Linked DNA regions of Sus scrofa: regions 1 and 2 are each linked to region 3. The links are chromatin contacts, called in public HiChIP or PLAC-seq and promoter capture Hi-C maps. All regions are on one chromosome and are shown on one strand. The core of a region is the stretch at or near the end of the contact, and the rest is flanking DNA. Distances in the headings are between cores, read along the strand shown.

Region 1 (3,018 bases), core at 284-2,783, 78 kb before region 3:
CTGGGAAGTAAAAACATAAAATGTAATTAGACTTCCATATAACTATAATGGTAGAAGCACAAAGGAAGATGGCATTCTGAGAAGGAAGGGGTTTGTGTATTCATTTCAAGATGTTTTTAATCACATACTATGTATCAGGCTCTGAGAAGACAATGATAAGTCAGACAAAAGGATCTTCCATCTAGTACAAGGTTTCTCAATTTCATTACTACTGACATTTTGGGCCAGTCCTTTGTTGTGGGGACCATCCCATGTACTGCAGGATGTTTACTAACACCCCGGGCCTCTTCCCACTAGATGTCAGTAGCACACCCACCCCAATTATTGGTACAATGTCCCCAGAAGTTGCCAAATGCCTGATGGGTGGCAAGAACAACATGACTCCTAGTTGAGGTCCGGTAATTTGGCAGATGCCCTCCAGTTCACACAATGGGGGGAGATTTGCAGGGCAATGGTGATAACTGAGGCAGGCAAAGTTGGGAAGGAGAGGGAGTGTATTCTGGCACAAAGGTACCTGGACCAGATGATACAGTCTATGACAGGCCAGCAGTGGAAGGTAAGGTTGTCTGCCTGGCAATACAAGTTTCTGAATCTCTGACCCAACAGTTTAGAATTTAGTCTGAAGAAAATGGGGATCAACTCCGGGTTGTGAACAATGACAAAAAGTAAGTCCTAAGAGGTAAGCTTGAGGGCATGCTCTTGTGGCTTCTGTTCTTTTACGGCTTTCATTAAAGACAACTGAGGGGTGAGGTAATTAGAATCTTCTTTCTAAACCTATTTATACCAAAGCACACCAGTGAAAACTTCCTGATTTTTAAAATAGAAATAGTTTAACACATAGCAAGTATTTTGTGCACTGCCTCACACACAGAACACTCCTAGCAATGTAAACTCCTCATTGTTATCATTGCTGCTGCTATGCTTATTAAAGGGAGACAGGGTAATGATGGCCGATGTCAGCATTTCTCAGATCTGCCCCAAGAAACTCTGGTATCCAGGAAGTGTTAGAAATATCTGTACACACATACAGATGTACACATCGAATTATTTTATTTCCAAAATTTATTTTTTAAAAAGGAAAATGTTTCTGAGAAAGGATGTAAGAGATGTTTTCCTTTACCTTTATCTATTTTGTTATAAATGCTTAATTTCCCTAACTTACATTTCTCTATAAAATGAGGTTACAAACATTAATTTTTTATCTTTTCTTGAAGCAATTAACTTAGCTTTTCCTGTCTCCTTCCTGAGTACATGTTGGTGTCCCACTACACTTGAGATAGCATAAGACTGGAAAATATTGTCCTGATCAAGTGACTGAGATTGTCTGGAGAAGACCCCGGCTTTGGGACTCTGAGGTGACTCAAGGGCCAGAAGCCATCTTGAAATGAGGAGAAAGAAAGCGTCATTAGTACGAAAAGGTCAAAGAGAATGCTGTCTCACCAGCTGATTGCACACATCACTCCAAGGCAAACAACTGACAGAGAAATAATCTCAAGCAGGATTAAAATAGCAGCAATGTCGGTAGGCCAGGCAAACACATCTGCCAACACCCAGGCAACTGGGTGTCATTGCTGAGAAGGTGGAGGGCCATCCCTTCCTGCATATCTGAGGCAGTTTTCTCTTGTGACACACTATGTTTTGTCTTCCTGAACATTTAACCTCCAGATCTGGACAGCAGAGGCCTAGCCTGGGCCCATTCCTTTAGAGAGAGTGCTCAAATGGTTACTGAAAGTGACACTTTTTTAATTATTCTGTCACGAATCAATCTTGGAAGTTCCCAGTTCCTCAGAGCTTTGACAGGGCAATCAGCACTTTACTTAAAGCCTAAGCACCAACTTCTCCTGGCTGGTGAGAGCTCCCCATATGCTGAAAGAAAAGAAAAATTCACAGCTGAAAGAAGGTAAGAAGTCCTTGCAGGAGTGAAATTTTACAGTGTGTGCATACAATCTTCCAGGGAACAGCACTTTTGCGGTTGGCATCCCTCTGAAATGGGGACATCCCCCATTCCAAGAGGTATAGTTCCAAATCTCAAGCACCATGGCTAGGATTTACTCTGCACTCACTGTGGCTGCTGAAAACACAATCAAAAGGCACAGAATAAAAGCCAGTGTCAAATGTCAAAGATTTCACTAGGTCCAGGAATACCAGACTGCTCAGAGACAGAGCAGAGGTCTAGCCACCTTGCCCCCTAAATCAAAACACGTATTTCCATCTTTAGCACACACTGAGTTTCTAAGGAGAAAAAGGAACTGTGGGTGGGGAACAGCATAAGAACAACAGTAGAAATTATTCTTCTTAATCAAATTTAGTCAAATCCTACTCCTTGTTCTGCTCTAAAAGTTGCCTCTGTATATGAACCAGTGTTCTGCTTCAGTTTGCCCTAGGGGTGGTACTGCCTGTAAATTCTGAGGCAATATATTGAAAAAGAAATGAGACGGGTGGACCAGTATCTCAGCTGGTTTCAATGTGATAGTAAAAGTTTGTAGAAGAACACATGAAGCTGCCTGCACCAGCTGGTGTGAAAAACCAAAGGGGGACAGAGTAGAGCAACAGGTTAAGTGATGAGTGAGATCCACCAGGATGAATTGGAAGCTAAGCTTGACAGAAAGATGGCCTGCAATACATGATTGGGGGCAGGGGGAAAGCAGGGAGCCTGCAGCTTTTTCCCTAAATATAAGTAGATTACCCACCATGTTTTCAAGATCCTAAAGGCATGGAGAAAAAGGAAGTAATTGAAAGGCGTAATTTTTCAAAAAGCAAAAACTATTCAAAAGATCATTTTGGGTTGCCCAGAACAATGCTAACTAGAGGCTAACTAGTCTCCCCCTGTCCTCTCTTTCCTTTCCACAATGCTTATCTCCATCTCTGACACAGACCCCACCATTCTGGTACTTAAGGACTTTGAGAGACTTCCCATTTTATTTAGAATACAATTTAAAGTTCTCAATTTGGCCCACAAGTCCTCCCCGAACTGGCCACAGTCTCTTTCTACTCAGTTCCCCTCTCTCTGCCTCTGAA
Region 2 (2,925 bases), core at 368-2,867, 110 kb after region 3:
TCAGGAAATTAAAGAAAGGGGAAAAAAATGGGAAAACAGACAAGGACGATGCTCGATGTGACTGAGCCCCACACAGTCCTTTCTTAATAAGTGATATTACTTAAGGAGAATAAGTTGAATGGCTGAGTGATTTCTCCAAGACTCATCACTAACTCATAACTCCCTGATGGCCTTCTGACTACTGTGACTCCTGTCATCTAAACAAGGTAGTCTACTGGGGGCCAAGTTCTCATAGCTATCCAGTTAATAGTTATACCTGCTGAATAGCTCCACCTACACCTGCTTTTGTGTTGTACCTCCCTACTCCCTAGCCCATGGCAGACATTACACTGAACATGACCCTCTTTTTCCAGGAAACTTTAGAATCTCCATCATGTGTCTGGGTTTTTATTTGCTACAAACAAAGAGAAAGAGGACAGGGCCAGTGCTCTGATGTATTTTAGTGCCAATACTGATTTTTCACCGAATTGAGATTGGATGATTCCCATCCTTCTCCTTGATCCCTGAATTTTACCAACTCAGGTACCCCAGAAGTCTGCAAAAGCAGGAAGCCTGCTGAAATCTCACTCTGGGAGGTAAGTTACTCATACTAGGGAGCACTGGGTGGGCTGCTAGGCATAATATCCATCATGTGGCCTAACAAATGTATTCAAGAGAGATGTTTCAAAAGCAGAACTGGCAAAGCAGGTAACTGTGAACCAAAAAATGTGGTTCACCAGCTCAGGAAAACAACATTCACTACCTGCTATCTAGCCAGCAATTACGGCAGCTGCCCCAGACGTTGTGCCCTGAGGGAATTCAGGATGGAGACAAATCGGATACTGGCCCTAGACTATTAAGATGCATATCAGTGGAATAATTTCAATGAGCTTAAGGGCTCACACCTCTCCATACACAGAAAACCACTAAAGTCACTAACAGGAGATATCTGGTTTTTTGTGATTTGCAGTAATCCTCTGAAGTTCAATTATTTGTTTTCAGCAAAAACTCCTATATATCCTGGCTTCTCCCTTACCTCGTGGGAACAGTCTCTCAGAGCCGAGAGGCTGCTCCCAGAGCCTAAAGAAAATGTTTATCTCAACTTTTAGGTTTGCCTTTTTTTCTTTCTTTTTCTATCAACATCCTAAAACCTCAGGACTCCAAAACCCAGTCCCAGAAACTTTTCCTGAACTTGCCTTTAGCACCTGGTACAGGGTCAGGCGCCTTCCCCAGAAGCTCACGTCAGCGTAAGCTGAGAGGCTCAGACACTAGGGTGGCCCGGGTTATCATTCCGCTGGGCCTAGGACCCCACACGGGCGGGGGTGCTGGGGTCCCTCATGCGCCCTGGGCGCAGCCCCGCGGCTCCCCTCCACAGGTCCCGCGTCCCAGTGGCCGCACACCCGAAGCCGGGAAGAGGGGGATGGAGGGGGGACAGTAAGGCCCCGGCTGGGGTGCTCGAAGCTCCCGCCCAGGAACCTGCTCACCTGGGACCTAGCCGCCAAGAGCGGGGGCCGGAACGCCAGGTCTCTCAGAAGTTTCCGGGCCTGAGCTGCCACGGGGGCCGCCATCTTAACCAGGAAACCCGGCGTGGGGAGCGGGACGGGTCGCGGGCAGGGCGGCAGGGGGAGGGGGAGGGGACCAGATGGGGCGGGTCCCAGCCGTCGGCGCACCGCCCCCTCCGCCCTGGCTGGCCTGGTCCTCCCGGTACGCCCCGCGGGGGAGCACCCTCTGGAGCCTTGGGTCCGCCCACCTCGGCCAAAGTTCAGTTTCAGCTTTCAGAGATCTCTTAGGCTTCTCACTGTGCTACCTCAGGTCACCGTGGTGAGGAAAAACAGATCCGGAGCCCTAGGGTCGTGTGATTTAAACTGCGCCGGGGACCGACAGGCCTTGGTATTGGTCTTTGCAGTGAGTGCTCTAAGGACCGGCCCACGGAGCTGATGCCAAGTAAGGGAGGCCTCTGGTCTAGTCATGGGTCCCAGAGGCTGTTCTAGGGTTGGGCTGCAACTTGAGGGGAGACCTTCTACACCTTAGTAAGAATTTTTTATTTTTTACCGAAGATTAAAGCCAAGCTCTGGAAGGATTTTAAACCAGTAATCACCAGAATAAAAGCAAGGTTTTATTTGTGTGACTAAGCACTGTATATATAATTAAAAAAAAAAATAGTTGTAGCACAGTCGCTTAATATGTGCCAGGCAGTTTGTAAATATGAACTCATTTAGTCCTCATAGCAACGTTCCCAGTAGCCACTAATGTAAAATCCCCATTTTTGCAGAAGAGAAAATTTAGGCACAGAGAGGTTACCTAACTTACACGGAAGGTCATGGATCTGATAAGGAGTGAAAATGAGGTTCAAGGTCATACTTTCTTCTCCCCACAGTATTAAGGGCCATTTCAGAACTTATTTAACCTTACCTTACTCTTGAGCCTATGAGCATGAAGAAAGGTAAAATGTAACAGAACTAGGTGACAATTTTTGCTAGTTTCCACCTAATTTTTTTAATTGTTATTTTGACAAGACAAATCTACAGAAAATTTCAAGAGTATTATCCCAAAATGCCATTCTTTACCACTTCTTTACATTTTGCTTCATTCCCCATTTTTGATAGATACAGATACGTAGATTCATAGCCCATTCTTCATCATAATTTTACTGGCTAGATTTAGCATCTGTTGATGATTATTTCTTGAATCAGTTATTACTATGATGGTTACAAAATCATGACTTCTAATTCCATTACCTTCAACATTTTTCAGTTCACATTCTACTCTGAGAAGAGCTTCACCATCTCCTATAATTATTTGTTCTTGTATTCCCTTGTATCAATATAGACTCATGGATTCCTTTGTATTCAGTGCTAAACCTATGCTCATTCCTATTACATGTACTCTGTACCTCTGAATATAGGTCATTTAATTCTCACAGGAACCTTATAAGGGGTGATGCTC
Region 3 (3,067 bases), core at 143-2,642:
TGACTGCAAAGTTGCTACAAAGAACAAAACTATATTATTTCTGTAAATGGGGGGAAGAAGAGGTTTTTTTTTTTTAATAAGTTTACTACACATCAGATTATAGTGATATCTGAGATATACACAGAACATTGCCATTCTGCTCTACTGGCCTTAGCACCACTTCCTCATTTCATGGGAGCTGTGACTCAGAATGGAGGACAGGCAAAACACTGCCACTTCTCAATGTAGCAGCTAATCTTCCAGTTCAAAGCTAGCCTGTGGCATTCCTTGGGCCTGGGGGCACACACTGTACTTGGCAGACTTAGCTGCATCTGATCCTGGCAAGAAACATGAACATTTATCCCTGTGAGATTCAGAACAAGTCTGTGTACCTCAAGTAACCAGTTTCCTTAAAGGGGGCATCCAAGGGTAACATGCCCTCTTGGGGTGCCATTCAGCCCTTCATATGTATGTACAAAAAAAAATTAAAATGTCTCCTAAGTACATAACATCTACCATCCTTCATAAGTCCCTCCCAAAAAACAAAACATACTGGACATGATCAAAGTATATGGATAAGTTCATAAGCCACTGACTGGTCAGACAGTTGTGGATCAGAACTCAGGCTTTGCTCCTTACTAGCCAGCTGAGTGACCCTGTTCAGAGGATAACAGAACTTCAGTTATCTCATCTATGAAATGAAGCTGATCAAAGTAGTGCTTACCTTTGAGAGTTGCTGTAAGTATTAAATGCTAGGAGTTGATGGGGGGCAGGGGTCATATACAAAGTATGTATAAAGTATTTAACACAATGCTTGGCTTACATTCTTACTTATATTTACATTGTAATTTTAAAATAGATAGTAGATGATGATAAAGATGAATATGCTATCCACTGGGCAAAAAACATTTTATAGTAAATTCAAATCTAGGCTTACTGACTTTTACAAGTATTAAGAATAAATAAGATATCTAAATCTTATTTTTTTTCTAATCATTCAAAAATGATCAATAAAATACAGTCGTGGTTGATGAGAAAGTGCTAGTTCACATCAAGTTTAAAAAGGCCAGATAGATACCTTCAATAGAAGACCAAATCTATAGACATTTAGCACTGCCTTGCCACCTCCCAAATGGACTATTGCTTTTGTAAGTAAACTGAGTATCTCTGGATCCCAGACAGGATTTTTCTGCCACAAATACATGCCATGTTTTATTTATGTTTGGATAGTTAGTTTAGGTCCAAGGCCTGAATGTTTCCTTACTTTTTGCCCATCTCCCTTTGATATCCAGGGCTGTTGCCTGGAATGAATGGCCTTGGCCCGTCTTTCACATTTCCTGGCAGAAAGCACATCACTTGACTCCATCTGGAGTTGCTCAACTTCAGACCTCATTAGCACGCTGAGGCTTGAACCAGCACAGCACAACCCTCCCCCAGCCCTGATGCTGCGTCCCTTCCAGCTCTGTGGCAGCCTACAGGGGAGGGAAAATGAGCTGGGAAGCAAGCTTGGCTGGCATTTCGTATATCAGTCTTAGGAAACATAGCTCTCTGTTCTCTAGTGTCATTACTGACATTGCTATTATTGTTACTATGGTGGTTGAGGTTGTTGTCATGCATTGCAAAGACACCATGTTTTCGGCACTGACTGTCTACCAAGAACTTTTCAAAGGACTTTATTCACCTCATCTCATTTAATCTTCATATCAGGCCTGTGTATAAGCCATTATTCCTAGATATCACTGAAACACAAAGAAATAAGGTCCCCTGTCCAAGATCACATTTGTAAATTCCAGAGCACATTCTCCAGCCGAGCTGAAGCTCCAACAGCACCATCCGAGTATGACCTTCTATTACTCTCACCCATTCATGTCTGGAGGAGTGAATGACGTTGGAAGTGGAGTGAGGTGACAGGGGTCAGAGAGAAGGTGAACCATCCACTTTCAAATCTGATCAAAATTCTTAACCATGGATTCTAGGGTCTGTCAAGTAAAATGAAGAAAAAGTAACGACCCAATAACTGCAACAACAAAAACCTCTTATTTTGAGCCAAATGAAAGGCTATGCCCAACAGGTAGCTCTCAATGATTAACAGCTTCAAGGACGATCCCTTTCACTGTGTACACAACCAAATGTTTTTGTGATGTACTGTACCTGATCATTTTGCAATAAAACAAAGCCTACACCATGAGTGTACCTCTCAGTAATTCTTTTTATTATTATGCACGTTAAAAAAAACAAAACAAAACAAGCAAAAAAAAACCTCAGCAGTCTAAACTGACTGACTGCAAAAGGCAGAGAGGAATTCTATAAAGTCGAAGGCATTTGACACTGGCCCCTCCTCATGCGGCATTGTTGCCACAGACAAGGGTGTCCATGACACAGGAATGCATGAGTGTGGACTACAGTCTATTCTAGCACTGGGGTTCCTGGATTCAGATTCTGGTTCAACTCTTTTACTTAGCTGTGTAAAATCTTGAAAGTCACCTAACCTCCTAAATCTTGGTTTTATCCTCTGTAAAATGGAGAGGATGACAGTAAATCTCTAATGAGTCACTGGGTAAATTCAAGAATGTAATCCATGTGAGAACTTTGAACAATGCCTGGAAACACAACAGGTGACTAAAGAATGTGAACTACCAGCTCTCACTTTCTGAGATAATCTGCACTCTGCCTATGGAGTGTGTATCTCTCAAAAAAAAAGAAAACTTGCTTTCACTTCAAACAAACAAACAAACAAACAAAACCCTATGACTTAATATCATCTGATCTAGCATCATACAGTCTCTAAATAAATTTATTAGGCTTCATATCTTCCTCTAACAAATGGCACTGTTGTTTGAGCCTCTGTTAGGTGGCAGATAATATCCTGTTGCATCTATTATCTTCAATCCTTCCAATAATTTCACCATTAAGAAATTACTGTCCCCAGTTTACAGAGAAAATACTGGAGTTCAAAAGTTTATAAGTGACATGTTAAGGGATATGACCTCCAGCCCATGCATTTTCTGTTATAACTTCCATTCCAACTGAGGGGAATGTGAATGTCATCTTGCTGTCCAGGACAGAAGCTCATCCGCTGAGAGCTGAC

The links. Promoter capture Hi-C pulls out the DNA fragments that hold promoters and counts their contacts. HiChIP or PLAC-seq counts read pairs in DNA pulled down with a chosen protein or histone mark.
Region 1: an H3K27ac HiChIP or PLAC-seq map of skeletal muscle shows a contact between it and region 3. The contact joins two enhancer-like sites. A contact is called at or near these places in 2 of 47 Hi-C or Micro-C datasets (fetal heart ventricle and heart right ventricle) and 1 of 2 datasets of contacts at active chromatin or transcription factors (skeletal muscle).
Region 2: a contact with region 3 is called in a promoter capture Hi-C map of liver, with 4 times the contacts expected there. The contact joins the promoter of SUCLG2 here to the enhancer-like site in region 3. A contact is called at or near these places in 1 of 5 promoter capture datasets (liver), 7 of 47 Hi-C or Micro-C datasets (heart right ventricle, liver, psoas muscle and 1 more) and 1 of 2 datasets of contacts at active chromatin or transcription factors (skeletal muscle).

What each region holds. Positions count from the first base shown.
Region 1 is chr13:48,898,303-48,901,320 of Sscrofa11.1, forward strand. The region is part of intron 9 of SUCLG2 (succinate--CoA ligase [GDP-forming] subunit beta, mitochondrial); the gene reads right to left. Among named protein-coding and RNA genes, the nearest start is that of SUCLG2, 190 kb to the right of the region's middle. Within about 2 kb of position 1,534, at least 3 of the 83 cell types and tissues checked have an H3K27ac peak or open chromatin away from gene starts, as enhancers often do. A contact at or near this core is called in skeletal muscle, where this site is marked.
Region 2 is chr13:49,088,847-49,091,771 of Sscrofa11.1, forward strand. It overlaps SUCLG2 (succinate--CoA ligase [GDP-forming] subunit beta, mitochondrial), which reads right to left and starts at 1,618. Exons shown (of 11, transcript XM_021070828.1): 1 at 1,464-1,618. The coding sequence starts at 1,547. It overlaps LOC106505636 (a long non-coding RNA gene), which reads left to right and starts at 1,788. Exons shown (of 3, transcript XR_002338007.1): 1 at 1,788-1,923.
Region 3 is chr13:48,976,394-48,979,460 of Sscrofa11.1, forward strand. The region is part of intron 2 of SUCLG2 (succinate--CoA ligase [GDP-forming] subunit beta, mitochondrial); the gene reads right to left. Among named protein-coding and RNA genes, the nearest start is that of SUCLG2, 110 kb to the right of the region's middle. Within about 2 kb of position 1,393, at least 20 of the 83 cell types and tissues checked have an H3K27ac peak or open chromatin away from gene starts, as enhancers often do. A contact at or near this core is called in liver and skeletal muscle, where this site is marked.